3 separate regions of the Sus scrofa genome follow, and regions 1 and 3 are each linked to region 2. Evidence: chromatin contacts called from public Hi-C and promoter capture Hi-C data. All regions are on one chromosome and are shown on one strand. Each heading gives the region's core, a stretch centred on a gene start, on an enhancer-like site or on the middle of the called end of the contact. The rest is flanking DNA. Distances are from core to core; before and after follow the strand shown.

Region 1 (3,127 bases), core at 404-2,903, 190 kb before region 2:
CACCTACTTTCCACGTAAACAACGTAGTCACACCCACCTTGGGAAAGTTTTGACCACGCCCCCATTACTTAGGGAAACATCCGACACTGCTCTCTTCCAAACGAAAATTCTAGTTCAGTCTCCACACCCCTATGCTGGGAGTTTTACCTCGGGTCTCCATCCCAAGAGAGCTTTAGGTAACGAGCCTCTCCCCCGACCTGCACAAGAAAGTTCTAGGCCCAACTCCCTGTGCCCGTTCTGGTGCCGCTCACATCCCCGTTAACAGTCTAGATCTGGCTCTTTCCAAGGAGTTTCAGAACCGTCTCATAACCCCACACTCAAAGAGTCTGAACCGCACTCCTTATTCGCTGCCCCCAGCATCCCAAGAAAGGTGCCCCTGCTTCCCCGCACCCCTATAAAGATTCCCCAAACAGACCCAGTACTCACTGGCGAGGCTTCCTGGGCCTGATGCGACCTCCCTAGAGAATACTGTACCCGCCTCTACACGGTCAAAACTTTCTGGCCCGCCTGCGGCTTTCCAGGGAAAAAGCTCCGTTCTCCAGCCGGTCGGAACGCCACCGGCCCACCCCGGGCAAAGCCAAAACTTTCCGACCCCGCCCGCACGCTCGCGTCAAGAAGCTGTCGCCCCTCAACCCGGCTTCGGATTTTCCCAGCCAACACTCTGGCCCCGCCCCCTAGATCCCCAGGCTGCAACCTAAGCCCGCCCCCTCCTTCTCGCGTTATTACACCAGGCCCGCCTCCAGCTCACGAGTCAACATTTGTGGTCCCTACACGATTTGCCCGGCCAACCTCCTGGCCACGCCCCGGACTCTGCACCCGCCTCGTCGCGCCAATATTTGGCCCCGCCCCCGGCGCGCCCCAAGGCAAGGTTCGAGCTCCACGGCGAGCTTCACCACATTGTGGGGAAGCTCCTGGCGCCTGCAAAACTTTCCGGCTCCACCCTCATCATTCCTAGCCAGTACCTGGCCCCGCCCACAGCTCCCCCGCTTCTTTTTGGCCCTGCCCTCACCGTCGCATCAGCCTCTGGATCCACCCCTGACTTCCAGGACCCACTTTCAGGACAGGAAAAACTTTCTGGCTCCGCCCCCAGCGTTTTCCGCCGGGAGTCCCGGCCCCGCCCGCACCGCTGGCTTCCATTGGCCCCGCCCCCAGCCCCGGCACAACTTTTGGGCCCCGCCCTCAGCTGCCCACCTACACTCCGGACCCGCCCGCAGACTGGCCCACCCCAGCCCTGCCCACCCGCCGACGTTCCGCCCAGCCAGCACCCACCCCTAGCCTCCCTTGTGGGCGTCCAGTCCCCGCCCCCCGCAGAGTATCTGACCCCGCCCCCGCGGGCTGCTCGCTACCCCGCCTGCGCTCGCGCCAGCTCCCCCACGTGGGCATCAGGCCCCGCCCTCTCCGGGCGCGCTCCCGGCCCCCTCCTAGGGTCACCTGTCCCGGAGACCCCGCGGCGTCCGCTACTCCGGCTCCGTCGGCCTCCGCGTCGGCAGCTCCCGGGCCCCGCGCGTCACTTCCGGCCCGCACCACGTGAAGAGGGGAACTAACGAGGGTCACTTCCGGTTGTTCTGGCTCGTTTCCGGGAGCCTTAAAGGCGCCGCTCGCGTCTGGGTAGAGGCGCAAAGTGAGATAAGCGGGTCGACAAGGGTGTTCCGGAAGCTTGCTGTACTGCCTTCTGCCTGAACGACCACCTTCCAGGGGGAGGAGACAGCGTCTTCTCTCTCTGGCCTCTACCTGCTTCCTGTTTCTCCCCTTTCCTGGTTCCAGTAAATCGGCGCCCTGCCCTGGGCAATGATAACCTGGAATCCTGACTTACCAGCTTGTGCAGGGGGTGGATGCTCCCCCACCCTTCTGCTAATGAAACCTTAGAATTAGTTGTAGAGACAAAATTTTCAACCGAAAGAATCCTTCCTTCACCCTCTAAATCAGCGTTGAGGGTGTCCCTAGTGGCCTAGCAGGTTAAGGATCTGGTGGTGTCGGTGCTGTACTTCAGGTTCTATCCCTGGCCTCAGAACTTCCGCGTGGCGGGGACACAGCAAAAAATCAGTCAGCACTGAGTGCCAGGCTCTGTGCTGGGAGGATGGGGAATTGGGCGTGAGGGGGCGTGTCAAAATGATGAACAAGGCAGACCCCATCCCTGTCCTCTTGAGGGAAGACGTAAGTATATGTGAAATAACAGAAAACAAAAATGTGTGAGATGGCTTGCAAGAGGGACGGGAAGAGAGGCTGAGGGTGAGGGGGCTAGGCGCCCAGGCAGAGGACACACAGCCTGTGCTAAGGTCCTGTGATGAGTGAGCTTGGTGCATTCTAGGAATTGCAGAAGCTCAGAGAAAGATCTGCTGGATTGCCTAGAGTCCAGAGGGTAACATGCATTAACCAAAACAAACATAATTAACATGTTATTACAAGTGATAATAAATGTGACAGTGGAGTTCATGTCGTGGCTCAGCGGAAATGAATCCAACTAGGAACCATGAGGTTTTGGGTTCGATCCCTGGCCTCACTCAGTGGGTTAAGGATCCGGCGTTGCCGTGAGCTGTGGTGTAGGTCGCAGATGCAGCTCAGATCCTGCGTTGCTGTGGCTGTGGCGTAGGCCGGTGGCAACAGCTCTGATTAGACCCCTAGCCTGGGAACCTCTATATGTAGTGGGTGCGGCCCTAGAAAAGAACAACAACAACAAAAAGTGATGGGACACCCTTACAGGGGATGACATAAGTGGGAGGCTGGATTCCCTGAGGTGGCCAGTAATTTCATTTTGTGATTTAAATCGTGGAAAAGGGAAGTACCTGGCAATCACCTGCCACTTACATAGTTATTGGGAACAGCCTTTCAGAGACCTTCTCCACGCATATAACTTAATTCTCTTAAAATTCCCCCAAATACCTGCCAAATTCACTATATCATTTTTAGCTCTTTATTCAAATGTCACCTCCTCTTAGGGGCCTTCCTTAAAACCACCCATTTGAAAATTACATACTTCTCATCCTTTTTCCTCTTCCAATTTTTTTTTTTTTCTCTTTCTGCCTTTTCTAGGGCCTCTCCTGCGGCATATGGAGGTTCCCAGGCTGGGGTCTAATTGGAGCTTAGCCGCCAGCCTACACCAGAGCCACAGCAACGCAGGATCCGAGCC
Region 2 (3,164 bases), core at 237-2,736:
GGATGTGTATTACTTATCATTAGATGATTTTGTAACTTTTTTTTTACTTTGTAACTTTTGCATCTTGTACTGTGTTCAAAAAAATATTCATACATATATATATATATACACATACATATATATGTATATATAGTCTTTTTAGGGCCACACCCGTGGCATATGGAGGTTCCCAGGCTAGGGGTCCAATCAGAGCTGCAGCTGCTGGCCTACACCACAGCCACAGTAATGCAGGATCCTAGCCACATCTGTGACCCTACACCACGGCTCACAGCAATGCCAGATCCTTAACCCATTGAGTGAGTCCAGGGATCGAACCCACGTCCTCATAGATACTAGTTGGGTTCATTAACTTATGAGCCACAAGGGGAACTCTTAAATAATATTAAAAAAAAAAATTATGCTGGAGTTCCCGTCGTGACGCAGTGGTTAATGAATCTGACTAGGAACCATGAGGTTCCGTGTTCATCCCTGGCCTCTCTCAGTGGGTTAAGGCATTGCTGTGAGCTCTGATGTGGGTCACAGACGCGACTCAGATCTGGCGTTGCTGTGGCTCTGGCGTAGGCAACAGCTTCGATTAGACCCCTAGCCTGGGAACCTGCATATGCCACGGGTACCGCCCTAGCAAAGACAAAATAATAATAAATAATAGATAAAAATATGCTGGAGTTCCTATCGTAGCTCTTTGGAAATGAATCAGACTAGGAACCATGAGGTTGCAGGTTCGAGCCCTGGCTTCGCTCAGTGGGTTAAGGATCCGGCATTGCCGTGAGCTCTGGTGTAGTTCCCAGACGCGGCTGGGATCCCGCGTGGCTGTGGCTGTAGCTGTGACGTGGGCCGGCGGCTGCAGCTCCCATTCCATCCCTAGCCTGGGAACGTCCATATGCCCCGGGTGCGGCCCTAAAAAGAAAAAAAAAATATGCCGTTGCAAAGTATTCAGTGCTACAGGTCAATGTTCATGATTGATTAGTGATTGACAAATTAATTTTTTTCATATAACAAACGTTTTACATCTCTTTCGATAAAAGACAGAATCCCCTGGTGTGGCTCAGTGGGTTGAGGCTCCTGCGTTCTCATTGCTGTGGCCCGGGTTGGATCCCTGGGAAGTTGTGCATGCCCAGGGGCTTGGCAAAAAAAAAAAAAAAAAAAAAAAAAAAATATTAGCAGTAACCACTCATTGGTGGGATTAATGCTGAGTTTTACTTTCTCTTCTGGGCTCTTCGAGATTTTGCAAAGGTTCTACATTAAGCATCACAAGTATTGTTTGGTTTTGGTTTCTTGGCCCCAAGAATTAAAGTTACTTAGCAAAGACTACAAGTACCGGCAGACATCGCGCCTCCGACTTCAGAAGACCCGCCTTCCCCAAGCACAATGAACGCTGGGATTTGAAGTCCAGTTCCAACAACAAGGTGGGCCGCGCAGTACCGGCACAATGACAGAGGCGGGATCAGCGCCATTTTGACCAATGGGCAGTGCGTACCGGGCCTGAGTGGCACGCGTATAATCAATAGATAGGCCGCTAAGCTCGAGTGACGTGAGCTTCAGCCTACCGGCAGCCCATGGGCGGTGCGGTGCGCGGCGGCCGTAGTGCGAACCATGGGAGGTGGCTGGTGGTGGGCTCGGGCTGCCCGCCTAGCCCGACTCCGCTTCCGGGGGGCGCTGCTGCCGCCTCCGCGGCCCCGGAGCGGGGGCGCCCGGGGGTCCTTTGCCCCTGGCCACGGCCCCCGCTCTGGGGCTTCGCCGCCCCCGGTGTCCGAGCTGGATCGCGCAGATGCCTGGCTCCTTCGGAAGGCTCATGAGACAGGTCTGGGGATGGGGTCGGCCTCGGATGGGAGTAGGGGTTCCGAATAGCTGAGCTGCCCGCGCGCGCTAGCGGATGGTGGTGGGACCCTGCTGGAAACCTGGCCCAGGGAGAGGCTCAGGAGGAGGAACGGCTTCCGTGTAAGAGCAGGGAAGCGCTGGCTGCAAGAGCGCAGACTGTCCGCATAGAAGGGCTTGCAGATGCGACCGCGGGTCTGGTTAATGAGGTTCAGTAGGGACTGGAGAGCTTTGTCGGGCCAGGACAGGCAGCCTTATCAAACGGCCCTGTCCGGATGGCGGAGGCTTTCAAAGAGGGCTAGGGGCGAGGGAGTTGCCTACAAGAGGGGGGCCTCGTTGGAGAGGCCAGTTCGGATTAAAGAGGCGACCACTCTGCATAAGGCGGGAGCGTGGATCCCCACAGAAGAGAGGGCAAGTTCTGGGTTGGAAGAGGGAACACCCAATAGAAGAGCAGCTCTGAGCTGATTGGAGGGCATGGTGCTCCTGGCTGCAGGGGGTGGGGCCTCATTTGGCAGGGTGCTGGGTGGGGGTGGAGGGGTCCGGGTTGGAGAGGATGGGCTTTAGAGATCGTGGACAGGTGTAGCGGTGGGGATGGCTGTAACCCGACTAGCCCCGATTAGTGCCACACCAGGGACTTGAGTGGATGTGAATTACCTCCAGGAAGAGCACACCTGATAGCAGCGTGGATTTAGTAAACTGAGCGGGGAGGCTGGAGAGAGGCCTGGGGGAGCGGGGAGGGGTAACGGTTGGTGTGAAGGTTTGAGAAGGAAGTGAGGGGGTGGCCATGGGGATGTGAGGGAGACATTGACCAAGCTGACCTCTTGGAATCTTCCCGTCCCCAGATTTAGGTTCTGCAGTTTTGGTCCTAGATCCCCCTCCAGATTCTGCAGACTGTCTTGAATCTTTGATGTTGCCAAGTTGGGTGGGAGAGGGGCTCAGTGAGGGTTTTGGGGGTTCTTAGATTGGGGGCTGTCAGGAAGAGGTGGGGATTTGGGGTCGGGTCGGTGGGATGAAGAGGAGCCCCTCTGTCTGGTTGGTCAGGGAGGGGCAGGGGCAGGGTGTGGGCCCTTGCTGATTTCCTCCCATTCCCCCCCCCCCCCCCCGCCCCGCAGCCTTCCTTTCCTGGTTCCGCAATGGCCTCCTGGCATCGGGCATCGGGGTCATCTCTTTCATGCAGAGTGATATGGGGCGTGAAGCTGCTTATGGTGAGTACATACCCCTGCTCTCCCACCAGAGAGTGTAGACGCCTCCCCCCCCCACCTCAGCTAGGGAATGCAGACCCCACTCCATGGGGGTAGACTCACCCCCCCCAACTGTGGCTAGAACCCCTCATTCTTCCCCCACCAAAA
Region 3 (3,374 bases), core at 207-2,706, 170 kb before region 2:
CATTCATTTTCTTCTCAGAAGAATATTCTAGCATATCTGGCTTCCTGGTGTCCAGTCCTAGATGAAGCAGCTTTAGGGCACTGATCAGTGAATAAAGGGTTCAGTCTGCTCCATGAGCCCCTCTCCCAACTTCACTGCCACACGCAGTAATACTAGTGATAACGGCTAACCTGTAGTAGGTTATACCTCACCACGTGTGAGATGTTGTGCTCACTGACATCTGTGTGTGATCTCGTTTAAAAATGTCCAAGGCAGCATTTCTCAAACGCCTTTAGACTTGATCTACAGTCAGAAACACAGCCACTTTCTCTGTGACTTGGTGTATGTTCGCTATCATAAAAAATATTTTCATCAAACAATATTTTCCTTTGACTTTATGTTTTTTGTTTTTTTTTTTTTTTTTGCTTTCTAGGGCTGCACCCGTGGCATATGAGGTTCCCAGGCTTAGGGGTCGAATCAGAGCTGTAGCCACGCCGACCTATGCCACAGCCACAGCAACGCCAGATCTGGGCTGCGTCTGTGAACTAAGTAAGCCACAGCTCATGGCAATGCCGGATCCTTAACCCACTGAGAAAAGCCAGCGATTGAACCCACGTCTTCATTGTTACTAGTGGAGTTCATAACCTGCTGAGCCACGAAGGGAACTCCAACTTCATGAGTTTTTAAATGAGATTCTAATTTGCTTTTTTGGTTGGTTTTTGCCTGCACCTGTGGCACACAGAAGTTCCTGGATGGATCAGGGATCGAACCTGTGTCACAGCAGCAACCAGACCCAGTGCACTGACAATACCTGCTGAGCCACCGGGGAACTTCAGAAATTGTCCAAATCTTGATTGTGATGGTGTGCAATAATGTGCTTTTGTCCCAACTCACTAAAAACACCGAAAAATTTAATTATATGGCATGTAAATATATCTCAATAAACTTGAATAAAACACAATAAAGATCCACAGAAGTCCACAATCATGGTTTGCGCATGTGGGTCATGACCCTGAGTTTGAAAAACACTGGAAGGAAGAGAGGAAGGAGGGGGGAGTGAATGAATGAATGAATGAGGGAATGAATGAGGGAAAGCAAGAGGAGAGAGGGAGGCTGAATTAGTCCCCAGTACTGAAAGTAGGGGGATTACACATGAGATTTTAACATTTTCTGCTTCTCTTGGAAAATCCAAGGGTCTGGTCCTGGAGAGAGTGGAGCTTGAGAGCCTGAACAAGTGCACCTCTGCTCAAGTCTGGCACCCCTTCTTAGCCAGCCCAGAACTGAGCACTCAAGAGGCCCCTGGCCCTCTGATGACACAGTCTGGTTTGGGCTGTGACATGGAGGGAATGAAAGGTGCAGGGACGACAGAGCCCCAGAGCCCTGGGGGAGGGCGGGACACCGTGGGGTCACCGAGGTCACTACATCAGAGTACAGGAAGGAGTGACAACGGGAAACCGAGAAGGGAAAGGGAACCAAAAGGCAGAAAACCGAGCGAGAGTCAGTGCAGGGGCTGCCCGGGCATGTCCGTGCCCAGTGCCCAGGGCTTTCTGCTCACCCTGGTCCCCCACCAGATTCATGGTGAGTGTGGTCAGGGGTGCATGGCTTCTGGAGCGTGTCCCATCAGTGGGCCAGTGAGCAGGAACCTGTCACAGGTGTGACTTTGTGACTGTCTGTTGGGGGTCAGTCTTTTTTCTGTCTGATTGATCTGTGTCTGTGAGGGGCCATTTCTGCCAGTTTTAATGTGTCAGCTGGGAACCGGCTTGGGGGTGTGTTCCTGTGTGTCCCTGTGGTCCTGTCATCTAGATCAAGCCGCGTGTCCAGGTGTCTCTGTGACAGGTGTCCTGCGTGTATGTGCGTGTGTGTCCAGCAGCACTCGTCAGGAAGTTTCTACTTCCTGAGAAGCCCTCGGCTTGTGTCTATGTGGGCCTGTCGCCACTGTGCGTGTTGTGGGTACCCGCTCAGTGGGAATGCTTGTGAACAGAGCCGTTTTGTGGGCCCAGGCGTGCTCAGCAGTGTGGGTGTTTGTACAACTGCGTGACCCTGACATTGTGTCACTCCGTCAGTCCCAGCGATCCTGTTAGCAAGTCAGGCTATGTATTTGGGTCTGGATGTGTGTGTGCGTGTGGGCTCCATCAGTGTGTGAGTTTGTGTGTCCACGCCCCTGTCCAGGGTGTGTCTGCGAGTCGGCGTGTCTCCGTGCCCTGTCAGCACGTGACTTTGTGTACCCTGGAGCGCCAGGCGGTCAGGCAGCAGACAAGTCTCTGGGTGCGTGTGTCTGCGGGTCGCAGTCAGCGTGTCAGTGTGTCAGTGCGTGTGCGTCCGGCTGTCCCGCCATCAGCGCGGCGGGATCGCTGCGCCTCCACGCGGGGGAGAGGCCCTGCTCCGCCCGCGGCTGCAGGGAAACCCCCGGCGCCGCCGAGGTAGGGGGAGCGGCGCGCGCCTGCAAGTCCCGACTTGTCCGCGGCGGGCGAGCGGGCGGACGGGGCCGTGGCGTCACGCGGGGGCGGGGCGTGGGACCCGCCGGGCGGAGGCGGGGACGGGGGCGGGGCGGGGCGGGGCGGGGCGGCCGCTGAGCGGGCCCGGGATCCGACCGGCGGCCTGAGACGCTGCGCGAGCCACATGCGAGCGGGCGCCTGGAGGCGGCGGCGGCGGCGGCGAAATCAGCAGCAGCGGCGTTCAGGACGTAGACGCGCCTGCGGCCCGAGGAGCAGCCGCCGCTACAACAGCAACAGCAGCAGCCACTGCAGTTAGAGCAGCAGCAGAAGTCGCCACCGCAGCAACAGTCGCCGCAGCGAGCGGCGCTCAGCGGGCGCGCCCTCCTGAAGGAAGCCGCCCGCCCCCCATCATCGTCCCCTCCGGCGTGTTCATGCCCCCGGGGTGAGTGTGCCCACCCCGACCCTCCGCCAGTCGCGATTGGCCAGGCCCGGTGGGCTCCCTGGAGGAGGTGGCGGTAGTGCACTCGGAGAGCAGTGTGATCGGGGGGAGGGGGCTGTGTCCCCACACTGTGCCTTCCTCTCTCCTTGCCTTCCACCTCCACGAGGCACCCTGGGCTGGGGTTGCTGGGCGGGAGGCACTAAGGGTCCGAGAGCGCAGGTGCCTCAGCGGTCTGGCGGGTTTGTTTACAAACAATGGGGTGCGGGCTCGGCAGCGCCCCCTGGCGGCCAGTGAGGCCCCGGGGAAGTGAGTCGACCCCGACTGCTCCGGCCCCTGCAGTCCGGGAGGGGCGGGGTTGGGGGGGGATGGCGTGGAGGGGCGGCCACACCCCGGGCGCGCGCCCGCTGGGGGCGGCGACTGGGGGCGGCTCGCGGGCCGTGGAGTCTGAGGCTCCTGCGGGCGGGGGCTGCGCCCCAGCAACAGCCGGTTATTGGCCCCGCGCTCGCCTGGCGGGCGGGGCG

The links. Promoter capture Hi-C pulls out the DNA fragments that hold promoters and counts their contacts. A called contact is a pair of places that touch in the nucleus more often than the background predicts.
Region 1: a contact with region 2 is called in a Hi-C map of liver, with 5 times the contacts expected there. The contact joins the promoter of CCDC9 here to the promoter of TMEM160 in region 2. A contact is called at or near these places in 7 of 47 Hi-C or Micro-C datasets (embryonic fibroblasts, epiblast stem cells, fetal skeletal muscle and 4 more) and 2 of 2 datasets of contacts at active chromatin or transcription factors (alveolar macrophages and skeletal muscle).
Region 3: a contact with region 2 is called in a promoter capture Hi-C map of fetal liver, with 2.8 times the contacts expected there. The contact joins the promoter of BBC3 here to the promoter of TMEM160 in region 2. A contact is called at or near these places in 2 of 5 promoter capture datasets (fetal liver and liver), 4 of 47 Hi-C or Micro-C datasets (epiblast stem cells, fetal skeletal muscle, heart right ventricle and 1 more) and 2 of 2 datasets of contacts at active chromatin or transcription factors (alveolar macrophages and skeletal muscle).

The regions. Positions count from the first base shown.
Region 1 is chr6:53,063,703-53,066,829 of Sscrofa11.1, reverse strand. CCDC9 (coiled-coil domain-containing protein 9) reads right to left here and starts at 1,653. Exons shown (of 15, transcript XM_021094629.1): 1 at 1,432-1,653.
Region 2 is chr6:52,875,583-52,878,746 of Sscrofa11.1, reverse strand. TMEM160 (transmembrane protein 160) reads left to right here and starts at 1,486. Exons shown (of 3, transcript XM_003127241.5): 1 at 1,486-1,801; 2 at 2,928-3,020. The coding sequence starts at 1,594.
Region 3 is chr6:53,044,984-53,048,357 of Sscrofa11.1, reverse strand. It overlaps BBC3 (bcl-2-binding component 3), which reads left to right and starts at 1,456. Exons shown (of 4, transcript XM_013998533.2): 1 at 1,456-1,557. The coding sequence starts at 1,555.